Regions from separate parts of the Triticum aestivum genome. Here region 2 is linked to region 1. The links are chromatin contacts, called in public Hi-C maps. All regions are on one chromosome and are shown on one strand. The core of a region is the stretch at or near the end of the contact, and the rest is flanking DNA. Distances in the headings are between cores, read along the strand shown.

The links. Hi-C and Micro-C count contacts between places; a contact is called where the count stands out from the background.
Region 2: a Hi-C map of an unstated tissue shows a contact between it and region 1, with 8 times the contacts expected there. The contact joins the promoter of LOC123070225 here to the enhancer-like site in region 1. A contact is called at or near these places in 4 of 5 Hi-C or Micro-C datasets (leaf and an unstated tissue).

The regions. Positions count from the first base shown.
Region 1 is chr3B:434,275,916-434,281,758 of IWGSC CS RefSeq v2.1, forward strand. No RefSeq gene overlaps it. Among protein-coding and RNA genes, the nearest start is that of LOC123070224, 110 kb to the right of the region's middle. Within about 2 kb of position 3,181, at least 1 of the 8 cell types and tissues checked has an H3K27ac peak or open chromatin away from gene starts, as enhancers often do.
Region 2 is chr3B:434,412,284-434,418,126 of IWGSC CS RefSeq v2.1, forward strand. LOC123070225 (plastidic ATP/ADP-transporter) reads right to left here and starts at 2,604. Exons shown (of 5, transcript XM_044493308.1): 1 at 1,728-2,604; 2 at 1-261. The coding sequence starts at 2,495.

The DNA.
Region 1 (5,843 bases), core at 1,931-4,430:
TCCAGGGTTGGATTGATGACACTATATCATTGGCAGGAAAGGAAGTGTTAGTCAAAGCGGTAGTTCACGCCGTCCCAGTATACTCCATGTCATGTTTCAAACTTTTTAGGGGCTATGTGAATACTGTAATATGTTGATTAGAAAATTTTAGTTGGGAAGCAGAGAGGGGAAGCACAAACGACATTGGGTTTCATGGAAAACAATGAATCAACCAAAGGGGGTGGGTGGCCTTGGCTTCAAAGATACTCTTCAACTTAGCCTTATTAGCTAAGAAATCATGGCACTTGCTACAGACTCCAGATTCTCTAAGTGCCCGCCTGCTAAAGAGTGTTTACTTTCCAGATACATCAATATTGCATGCCTCATTGGGATCACACGCAAGTCAAATATGGAGGTCCATAATTGAGGGGAGATACGTTCTAAAGCAAGGGTTTATTAAAAGAATTGGCAACGGTGCAACAACTAATATTTGGGAGGACAACTGGCTGCCAGGAGATGAAATGATGAAACCATACGGATGCCTCCTCGTGAACCCGCCATTGCTTGTCTCTGAACTTATAGATGCCACCTCCGCCACATGGAGTGTATAACTTTGCAACAATCCTTCTTGCCGATGGATATCCGAACGGTCATGGAAATTCCGCTGTGCACATGTAATGTATTCGACTTGGTCTTGGAATTTTGAAAAGCATGGAAATTTCACTATGAAATCTACCTACCGTGTGGACAACGATGGGAGGAGTGGCTTGATGGCCGGTCGGGCTCCTCCAGCTCTTCCCTCGGAGCACTCTTTACCAACAGAGGATATTCGAGCACATAGACATCTGGTAGATAACAGTTCATGTGGATTGTGTAGAGCTCCATACTCGTGGAGGCACTCTCTGATTAACTATACTATCGTGAGGTGGATTTCGGGCTCTGGTGGATGATGATTTGGCTCAACAACTAGTTGCTACGAGCGAGCCAAGTGCAAAGCAATGGCTATTCAGTCTTATGGATTCATTTCCTCATAATCTCTTCGTGCTCCTATCTGTCACGCAATGGGCCATATGGTCGGCAAGGCGCAAGGCAATCCATGAGGGAATTTTTCAAACACCACAAGCGACCCATGCTTTTATTAAGAGATTCATTGATGAGCTGGATATGATCAAACCTCAAAGAGTTTCAGTACAAAGGGTTCCTATGACGGGGCAAGCTGGGAGAGCTCCACGAGCACCACCCTTGGGGTTCACCAAGATCCATGTGGATGCTGATGTCCGCAATGGACGGGAGGATCAGCTGCCACAGTATGCCAAGACACAGAGGGAAATATTTGGGCAGCTGAGCTTTGGTCATCGCTGGAGTGGATGATCCAGCCACCCTAGAGGCTATCGCATGTCGAGAGTCTCTTGACCTAGCTGAGGATCTTCATCCACATAGCTTTGTGGTTGCTTCTGATTCTAAACAAGTCGTTACACATATCAACAAAGGCGGCCATGTTAGATATGGTTCTATCATTAGTGAGATTCTTCTTCAAGCAACTCAGTTCCAATGTAATTTTAATTTTGAGTGTTGTGCTGCTAATGCATAGTCACATAGTCTAGCCAAGTATTCTCTTTCGCTAGATCAGAGACGCCATGTCTAGCTTGGCCAACCCCATACTCTGAACTGTATCACACACAATGTGACTTTTGATGAATAAAATTGGGCTTTACAACTAAAAAAAGGCCGACCTAATCCACATGTAGATCTCCGACTGGGCCGACCCATGAAACTAGTGACCAACAACGAACGGGTACTGTCGCGCTCCAATAAAGGTCGCGCTCCGGAAGAATCGAACACAAGATCATTGGCTACAACCGACGTGCTACTAACAGTTGAGCTAGCAAGCGTTCTTGGTTACATAGCACCACAAACATAAGAACCAACCCCAACACATATCCAAATATTTCTGAATTTTCGAACGCAAAACATTTTTAAATAAAACAAACATGAATGTTCTACGAAACGTGAACACTTTTCAAATTTAGGAACAAAATGAAATAAAACTCAAACATTTTCATAAAACAAGAACATTTTTTGAAAATGATGAACATTTTTTAATATTCTGATTTCCTTTTGAAAATGCGATCATTTTTTTAAGTGGGAACAGTTGAAATTACAAACAAAAGTTGAAAAAATGAACAACTTTTGGAACACAAACATTTCTAGAAACTCCCAAACAAAATTTGAAAATACAAACATTTTTTAAAATTTGTGAATGATTTTTGAAAGAGGAATTTTTTTGGAACTCCAGATTTATTTTTGAAAACACAAACATTTTCCGAAAATTTGTGAATAAATTTTTTAACGGGATTTTTTAAACTCCCCCAAAAATTGAGAACACAAACATTTTTTGAAATTTGTGAACAATTTTTAAAATCGCGAACATTTTCTGAAAAGTTGGGATTTTTTTTAAAAATACGAACATTTCGTGAAATCCCTGAATATATTTTTTTAAAAAGGCTAAGATTATATGAATTTATGAATAAAATTTGAAAGAAAGTGTATTTTTGAAATTTTGAACATTTTTCTAAAGCACAACATTTGTTAAATTTCAAAAGATTTTTTGGAAACATGATGTTTTCTTAAAAAATAAACTTGAAAAATAAAAAGAAACGAAAATGGAAAACAAAAATGAAAAGAAATATAAAAAATATAAAAAAATTAAGAAGAAAAAGGAACATGGAAACAAAAATATGGAAAACCGATAAAAGAAACGAAAACCAGTTCAGGGAACCTTCTTGAAGGTTCTCAAAACTGGATGGTGTATTACCTATGCTATCTACACAAATGGATCGGCCCATCGCATTGCTCGGCCACTTGCCCTGTGCGAAGCACCTGGAGTTTGCCGCAATATGTGACAAATAGGGAATTCCCTTATCCAACCATATTATAGATAGTTAACATGGTTTGCTAAAAGAAAGATAGCTAACAGTGTAGTGCGGTCTAGTCCGATGTTCGAACAAGAACGAGAACTTCTCTCATTCGAAACAAAACAAGAACGAGACCTTTAGAAAACAAGAACGAGAAACTCTAACAACACAAAAAGAACGAGAACAAACTGCTCCCTGATGACTATGGTTATAACTGGAGGCTGGATGAAACCACGAAAAGATTATGTGTAGTTAAATGTGGATGTAGCTTTTGATACAGACTTGTTACAAGGGGCAATCGATGCAGTACCGGGGGATTCAAATGAAAAAAAATCATTGCGGTAACTAATGATACATCTGTTATGATGCTTTCACGACAGAGACCTTAGCAATTAGCACTGAGGTTTGGCATGAATTTGGTATGCAAAATTGATAGTAATAAAATTGAGATCAACTCGGATAATATTGATGTGGTTTCAATGATGCAAGAGAGGTACTCATCATCAACAGCTAGTGTTATTTTTTATGATTGTTAGGTTGCGTTCGGCCTAGAGGTATCCAATGCATAGGACTGAAAGCATGTGTAGGAATAGAAGATGACTACAACTACAAAACCGAGGAACAAGAAACCAGAGGAAAGCTTACAACGAGGCATTCGGATGAGCAGTCATGTGCCAGAGGAATCGTGGGCCCAATTCAGTAGAAAGCAGTGCTTTCTTCAAATTTTTTATCAGGATGTGCACTGTAGGGCAGTTTGGTTGGCTTCCTGGAAAGCATGCCTGGGAATTTTTGGTGCCTGGTTTGTGCCTGAGAATTTAGATTTCTTTGCCTGGACATGCGAGCATACGGAAGAAGTGTTTAATTTAAGGCATGGCCTGGTGGAGTCTAAGTTGTCGCTATTTTTTTTTCATCTGCCTCGTCTTTTGTAGCCTAATAATTAAGATATGTAATTATAGCCAGGCAGGTGCACCAGGCACACCCAGGCGTCAAAAATTGGTCGCCTGGATCAGACAAACCTTGTTGTCTCGTCCTTCAGCCAGGCTAACCGCTTTGTCTCATTCTTTTTTGTCCCATTCTCTCGTGGACATGCACCAAACTGGGGTCTAGTTCTTTTTGGCATTTCTCTCAGAATTGACCCCCTCCCCAGCTTCTCCCAGAATTGCCACTCCATTTCTTTTTTACAGTTTCTATCTAGTTAAGGTCTAATTAGCTAGGAATTGTAAAAAATGGAGTGACAATTCTAGGAGAAGCCGGGGAGGGGGTTAATTCTGGAAGAATTGCCTAAAAGAACTGGCCTCTAGGAAGCCTTCATGGAGGGTCTAGCCCAGGCATCACACGCTATAGAAGCAAACCAAACTGGCCGTGTGTCTCTCTCTCGGCCCATGGACATGTTCAAAAATTTTAATCCGCTGCATGCTCCCTTCCCATGCATCACCTCGGGTTTTAGTGAAAAAGTATGTTGTGAGTAGATGTTGCAAATCTTGTAAAATCTGTAGGAATGCAAGAACTTTCCTATGTTTTATTGTTCACTATTCCTTTACTCCAAACACATCTAAGGTAAAAAATCCTGTGAAACTATATCCTTCGAAGTTTCCTCTAATATTCCTGTGAACCGAACAGGCCCTTATTTTATGTCCCTAGAGTTTACTCATGTCATATATGAACACTGTCATGGGAAATGTAATAGTACTGTAGTGCATGAGTTAGCTACCTTGGCTAGGTTCTCTACTCCAAATACTTGGCTAGATTTGGCCCGATGACTATAATTCCTGTGTTCGTAAACGATGCAACCATTCTGATAAATGAATAAAGAAGGTTTGAAGTGTCAAAGCAAAAAAGAACAAGAACAGCCAAACATCTCAAATTTCGACAAGAACCGAAAAAAAAATCTTCAGTATGAAGACGCAATTTCCTACTAGTCCATAAAATAATAATACTTGGTCCAACTTCCATAAAAAAATAGATCATTTATTATGCCTAAGCCTTTTCTTTCTGAAAACATAATACAGACACAGACGCTCGTGCACGCTCACTCCTACCCTGGCTAAGCTGCAGCTGCACCATCTATTGAGATAAGTTGACTTAGCAAAGCCGTGCCCGTGCTCTCTTCTCTCATGGACAAAAATACATGACACTAACAAGACAATAAAAGGTGCCCATTCATCCTATGTGGGTATCAAAAAAGACGGGCCGACCAAGACAAATTAAAACAGAAAAGGATACCCCAACTTTGGTGGACGAAATTAGGTCCCCTTTTGGCATCAAGTTTAATCGGCAGCAGGGATCGATTGATCGGCGCTTAAACTAGGCGTACCCAATGAGTCAATGAGATGAGACATTCCAGGTAGCACAACGCTGCCTGCTTGCCTGCTTTCGCCTTGCTTCACCAAGGAAAAATATCCAGTGATACCAAGGACCAGTTTTTTTGGGTAATTTTCTCATAATTGACCCCCTTTTTAGCTTCTTTCAGAATTGTCACTCCATCATTTTTTACAATTCCTAGCTAATTAGACCTTAACTAACTAGGAATTGTAAAAAACGATGGAGTGACAATTCTGGAAGAAGCTGGGGAGGGGGTCAATTCTGAAAGAATTGCCAAAAAAAGCGGCCCCAAGCATCACATGATACCGTGATACCACATTTAAAATCTCAAAATTTGTGCTTCAAAAATTTCAAAAAAAATTATGAATATTCACAGGACATCTGTCTACCATCCCCCCCCCCCCCCCCCCCCCCCCAAAAAAAATCAAATTTGAAATATACATGAAGAAACAAAAAATACAAATGTACATGTGAATAGTGCCATATTTGCTTTTGTCTTTTGTGACACTATTCATGCAGAATTTGTTTTTTCTATTTCTCAATGCGTGTTTCGATTTTGGATCTGATTTTTTAAGGTTAGTAGACATATGTCTTGTGAACACTCATGATTTTTTTGTAAGTTTTTGA
Region 2 (5,843 bases), core at 1,354-3,853, 140 kb after region 1:
CTTGTGGTCAGATTTTGGAAGAGAAGGATCATTCAACACAAGTTTGTTCACTCCCCAATAGATGGAAGTAATGACAAGCCCAAGAAGTACCACTATGCCCATCATTCCTTTCAAAGATACCTCCCAACCATCAACTCCTGGACCCATTGTCTTCCGCAAATTTGAGAAATACTTCACAGTACGCCCAGAAAAGATAAGGGCAATATTTGCCCCAAGGCCAAATAGAGGGTAGAATTCTTTTGCTTCATCGACTGTGGTGATCTGAAAAAGATTTAATCAACTCAACTGGAGCACGAAGGGCTATCATTTAATAAGAAAGCTGAGCAAATAAAATAAATATTCAAACTCAAAATTCCATATGGCAGACACAATAAGGACATGGACAAACAAAGCCATCACAAAGGTACCCTTTCTTTAGCAGTCTGCTCTCCAAGGGAGTGCACCAACAACTACTACAGTGAGCTCCTACTATTCAGATACCCCCCCCCCCCTGTTGCTCGCCTCTGGCAGGTATTACGATTGACTGACAAGAGTTAATCGCAAAGCAACTGTTGGAAGTGGAAACTAACTACCAGATCCTTCTGCAATAGAACACCGGCAATTCCTTATGTGGAGTGTCTGGCTACACCGCTATGGTGTTGTCTTCAGATACATAACTCCCTCACTCCTAAGTCACAATGCAGGCTCGTAAGCTCTGTCTTCTTAGTGTGTTCTGAACACTGTACTTTCAATAAAACTGAGTGCAGAACAGAATGTTTCACATCTGAAACGATAATAACTTAACAAGAATAGCCATCAAATTATGATAACTGAACCACTGAAAACGTACAAGTGCTAAAGGTGACAATGCTGAATATTTTCATACATTATCTCTGTGTTCTCCTTCTGTATTTTTATTGATTTGTGTTCACTTATTTTTAGCAAGTTTAAGAAATGCTGTCCTGATTGTCTCTCTCAAAAGAAATTGCAGCTAGTAAAATGTCCATGAGCCCATATCAAGTACTCCCTCCGTCCCAAATTTCTTGTCTTAGATTTGTCTAGACACGGTTGTATCTAACACTAAAACGTAACTAGATACATCCGTATTTAGACAAATCTAAGACAAGAATTTTGGGACGGAGGGAGTATGAACAAGGTACCCTTCCATTCAAGGTAGTCATAACTACTCCCTCCGTTCCGAATTACTTGTCTTAGATTTGTCTAGATACGGATGTATCTAGCACTAAAATGAGTCTAGATACATCCGTATCTAGACAAATCCAAGACAAGTAATTTGGAACGGAGGGAGTATCTCAGAAGGGGTTAGAAGCGAGCCATATCCAGCCATGTGTTACATAAAACAAATATGCACAAGCAGTAGATGACTGAAAACAACTCAAACCTAATTCAGGTTGGGAAGCTAGGAATCATGCAGCAGACGATATTCGTAGCAGAAAGCAACAAGCACATAGACCTCAACCAACAGTTTCAGCCATACAATGCAATGCGAAATGCTACAATGCAGGACCTACAAAATACCACTACAAAGAGCACGTCCCATTTATGTCATCATCAGCTGTCTAACCATTCTGGCAGAGAGAAGTTTTGTTCTCGAATAACCAACCGTGCCGTCAAATATTTGACTGTGAACGGTCGAAACTAGTGTATAAAATTAGCCTGGAAACTAACGACGGGACTGACATTTGCACATTCCAAGGTTGAACGAAAAAAACAAAGCCGTAACTCACCTGGTTGGCAAAACCCCAGAAGAGGACAGAGACGACGACGCTGCCCCACAGCTCGGCCATGACATAGAATAAGCAGAAGCTCCAAATCCTGAGGATAGCTACCGGTCCAAGGAAGCTGGGGCCGAGCGCCGCCAGAAGCTTGTCGGCGAGGGCGGTGGGATGGATGGCATCCCTGAGTGGGTAGAGCACGAAGCCGAAGAGGCCGAAGAAGGCGATGAAGGGGAATATGACGGTGTAGAAGAGCGCCTCCCGGGAGAGCACGTCGGAGAGCTTGGAGTATGCCAGCATGAAGCCGATGGCCATGGGCAGGTTGACCCAGGTTTTGAGGAAGGGGATGATTTCTGCGCTGCTCCCCTTGGCGGTGACCACCAGCACGTCCTTGGTGTCCCGAAGGATGGTGTAGTTGAACAGGATGCAGAAGAACATCAGGCCCAGGGGCACGATCTTCTTCAGCGTCGGCAGGCCCACGCCGAGGAACTTCTTGACCTCCGGCTGCGCCGGGGGCTGCGGCACCGCCGCCGCGGCCGCCGCGCTGCAAGAGACGCCAGCACCAGCACTGGTCCTGCGCTTCAAGAGCCCATACCCCAGGACGGCGTCCTGCGAGGAGGGGGCCCTCGACGAGAGGAGTGGGGACTGGAGAGCGGCGGGCCTGGAGCTGGACGCGGTGGAGAGGGACGCGCGGGCGGCCCGGAGGCGCGGGAGCGGGAGGCGGGGCCCCGCGCGGAGAGAGAGGCCGGGCTTGGCGCTGAGGAGGGCGAGCGACTCCATGGATGGGTGGCGGCGCTCTGCTTTGCTCGTCTCGTCGCCGCCGCTACCTCGCCCGCTCCAAGGCGCGGATTGGGGGGAGGGCGAGGGGGGGGGGAAGGTGGGGAGGGACCGAGGGAGGGAAGTGGGTGTCGAGCTTGGGCGTGTATTAAAAGATGGCGCATCCATATGAGGACGGGATCGGCCGTGGGTTTCGGGCCCGAGACGATCCTGGCCGTTGGTTCGGGCTCTGGGGTTGGGGGCTTGGGGTTGGTGGGAGCAACGAGACGGCGTCAAGCGGCCGCCCCACGCAGTCAGCTCCGGGCTGCGGCCGAGCTCGCGCACTCGGCCCACGTGGGTTTTGTTTCAGGGCAAAGCAGGAGTTTTTCTTTCTACAACGGCAAACAAAAGGAGTTCTCCCACTACTTTTTCACGTTACCTTGGTGTGAAACGTGCAAGTCTGTTCAAGTTCAACCTCGAGGGCTTTTCTCCGTGGTTGGTGGCGGTGAGGATTTTAGAAGAGCACCTGATGAATACCTATATTGAGACGATGACCTAGGGCGAGAATTAGGGTTTTGACTCTATCACCACTACTCTCGTTGTTTATCTCTCTTGCTTAGGCTGGCAAGGGAGGGTGTTGTCCTTCGCTGGAGAGACGTAGGGTGAGATCAAATCAATGTCTGCTAGGTTTTAGATGACCATGGCGATGGTGAGCTCATCCTCAATAGGGGATAAGAGAAAGAATGTGCAAGTTGATTCATCTACTGAAGAAATTGAATGCCTACAAGATGGGCTTCGGGGAGAAGCACAGCTAAGAGCAATGAGTACCATGAGCTTCAACTGTCGTGGCTTTGGTAGCGCTATGACACTATGAGAACTTTGCAAGTTGGGAAATCATGTTGTGTGTTCTGTAAACTCGGATTCATAAAGTTGAGTTGAGAAGTTATCCAATACATTAGGTTTTCATAAAGGATTTGTTGGAGGTTTAGGCCTTTTTGGAACAATAATACAAGTGTCGCTACCACATTGATGCTATTGTATCCGATGTGTGGTATGGATATGTGGCACTTTACTAACGTCCACGGAGAGGTGAGGACATCATATACGATATAAAAACATATGATAGACTAAATGTCATATGTTTTTCATCGTCTCCCCCGTGGTTATGTACTGGCGACTTCAGTGAGGTCCTCCATCACGGGGAACATGAAAGCGTGTAGGAGTTACCCCAATGTGCCGGAAAAATCTAGCCCCGAATCCTTTGGGATTCAATGAAGATTATGTGATGCATATCTAGTATAATTTTCTGAGATACCCATAGTGACATTGGGGTAACTCTCTAGATTAAGATTAGAATGATAAAGATAATGAGGTGGTTGTTTAATATAATTTTTGAGGTTGCCATGCCCTATGGATTAAGATTACAAAGAAAAACTTGTAGGTGTGTGATACGTCTCCAACGAATCGATAATTTTTTATTGTTCCATGCTATAAAAGTATCATTCTTGGATGTTTTATACTCGTTTACTAGCAACTTTATATCATTTTTTGGGACTAACCTATTGACATAGTGCCCAGTGCCAGTTGCTGTTTTTTGCTTGTTTTTTACTTCGCAAAATATTAGTACCAAATCGATTCCAAATGCCACGAAACTTTTTGGAGAATTTTTTCTGCCCAAAAGACACCCAGGAGGCCCAAGAAGTGCACCTGAGGGGGCCTGTGAGGCCCACTAGGCACCAGGGTGCGCCAGGGCCCCCAAGGCGCGCCCTGATGGGTAGTGGGGCTCACAAGCACCCCCTCCACCGACTCCTGGCTCTATAAATACTCTAAAAAACCAAAAACCCTAGGGGAGCCGACGAAACACAATTCTAGCCGTCACAAGTTCCAAAACCACGAGATCCAATCTAGAGGCCTTTTTCGGCACTCTGGCGGAGGGGTCAACGATCACAGAGGGGTTCTTCATCATCACCCTTGCCCCTCCGATGGTGCGTGAGTAGTTTACCACAGACCTACGGGTCCGTAGGCAGTAGCTAGATGGCTTCTTCTTTCTTTTTGATCTTCAATACAATGTTCTCCTCGATGTCCTTGGAGATCTATTTGATGTAATGACCTTTTACGGTGTGTTTATTGGGATCCGATCAATTGTGAGTTTATGATCAGATCTATCCATGAATATTATTTGAGTCTCTGTTGAACTCTCTTATGCATTATTGTTATAGTGTCGTATTTCTTCTCGGATACTTTGGTTTGGTTTGGTCAACTAGATTGATTTTTCCTGCCATGGGAAGAGGTGCTTTGTGATGGGTTCGATCTTGCGGTGCCCAATCTCAGTGACAGAAGGAGACATGACTCACATGTATCATTGCCATTAAGAATAAAAAGATGGTGTATATTCCTACATGAATAGATCTTGTCTACATCATGTCATCGTTCTTATTGCATTACTTCATTTTTCCATGAACTTAATACACTAGATGCATGCTGGATAGCGGTCGATGTGTGGAGTAATAGTAGTAGATGCAGGGAGGAGTCGGTCTACTAATCTTGGACGTGATGCATATATACATGATCATTGCCTTGGATATCGTCATAGTTATTTGCTCTTTTATCAATAGCCCAACAGTAATTTGTTTACCCACCATATGCTATTTTCTTGAGACAAGGCTCTAGTGAAATCTACGACCTCCGAGTCTATTTCCTATCATATTATTTTCAGATCTACTTATCCAAAAATACCTTGCTGCACTTTTTCTTTACTTATTTTATTTTGTGTTTTTGCTAGATCTATTTATCCAATCTCATACAATTTAATCTATCTCAGTACCGAGGAGGGATTGACTACTCCTCTTACGCGTTGGGTTGCAAGTTTTTGTGGTTTTGTGTGTAGGTGTTGTTTACATAGTGTTGCTTGGTTCTCCTACTGGATCGATAATCTTGGTTTCATAACTGACGGGAAATACTTACCGTTGTTGTGCTGCTTCATCCTCTCCTCTTCGGGGAATTACCAACGCAGATACAAGCAATCAGGAAGAATTTCTGGCACAGTTGTCGGGAGACATCATCAACATCTATCAGGTTCCTACGCACAAACTCTCATATCCTTGCAGTTACTTTATTTTCCATTTTCCTCTCGTTTTCATCTCCCCCACTGCTAAAACATTTTCAGAAAAACACAAAAATAGTTGCCTTTTTATTTACCTTCTATTCGTTTGCCTTTTTTTGTTTGATCTTTTGTTTGTGTGTGATCTTGTTTGCATAGTCACGATGTCTCAAGAAAATACCAAATTGTGTGATTTTCTAATACTACTAATAATGATTTTATTAGTACTCTGATTGCTCCTCCCGCCACTAGTGGAAGTCTTGTGATATTAA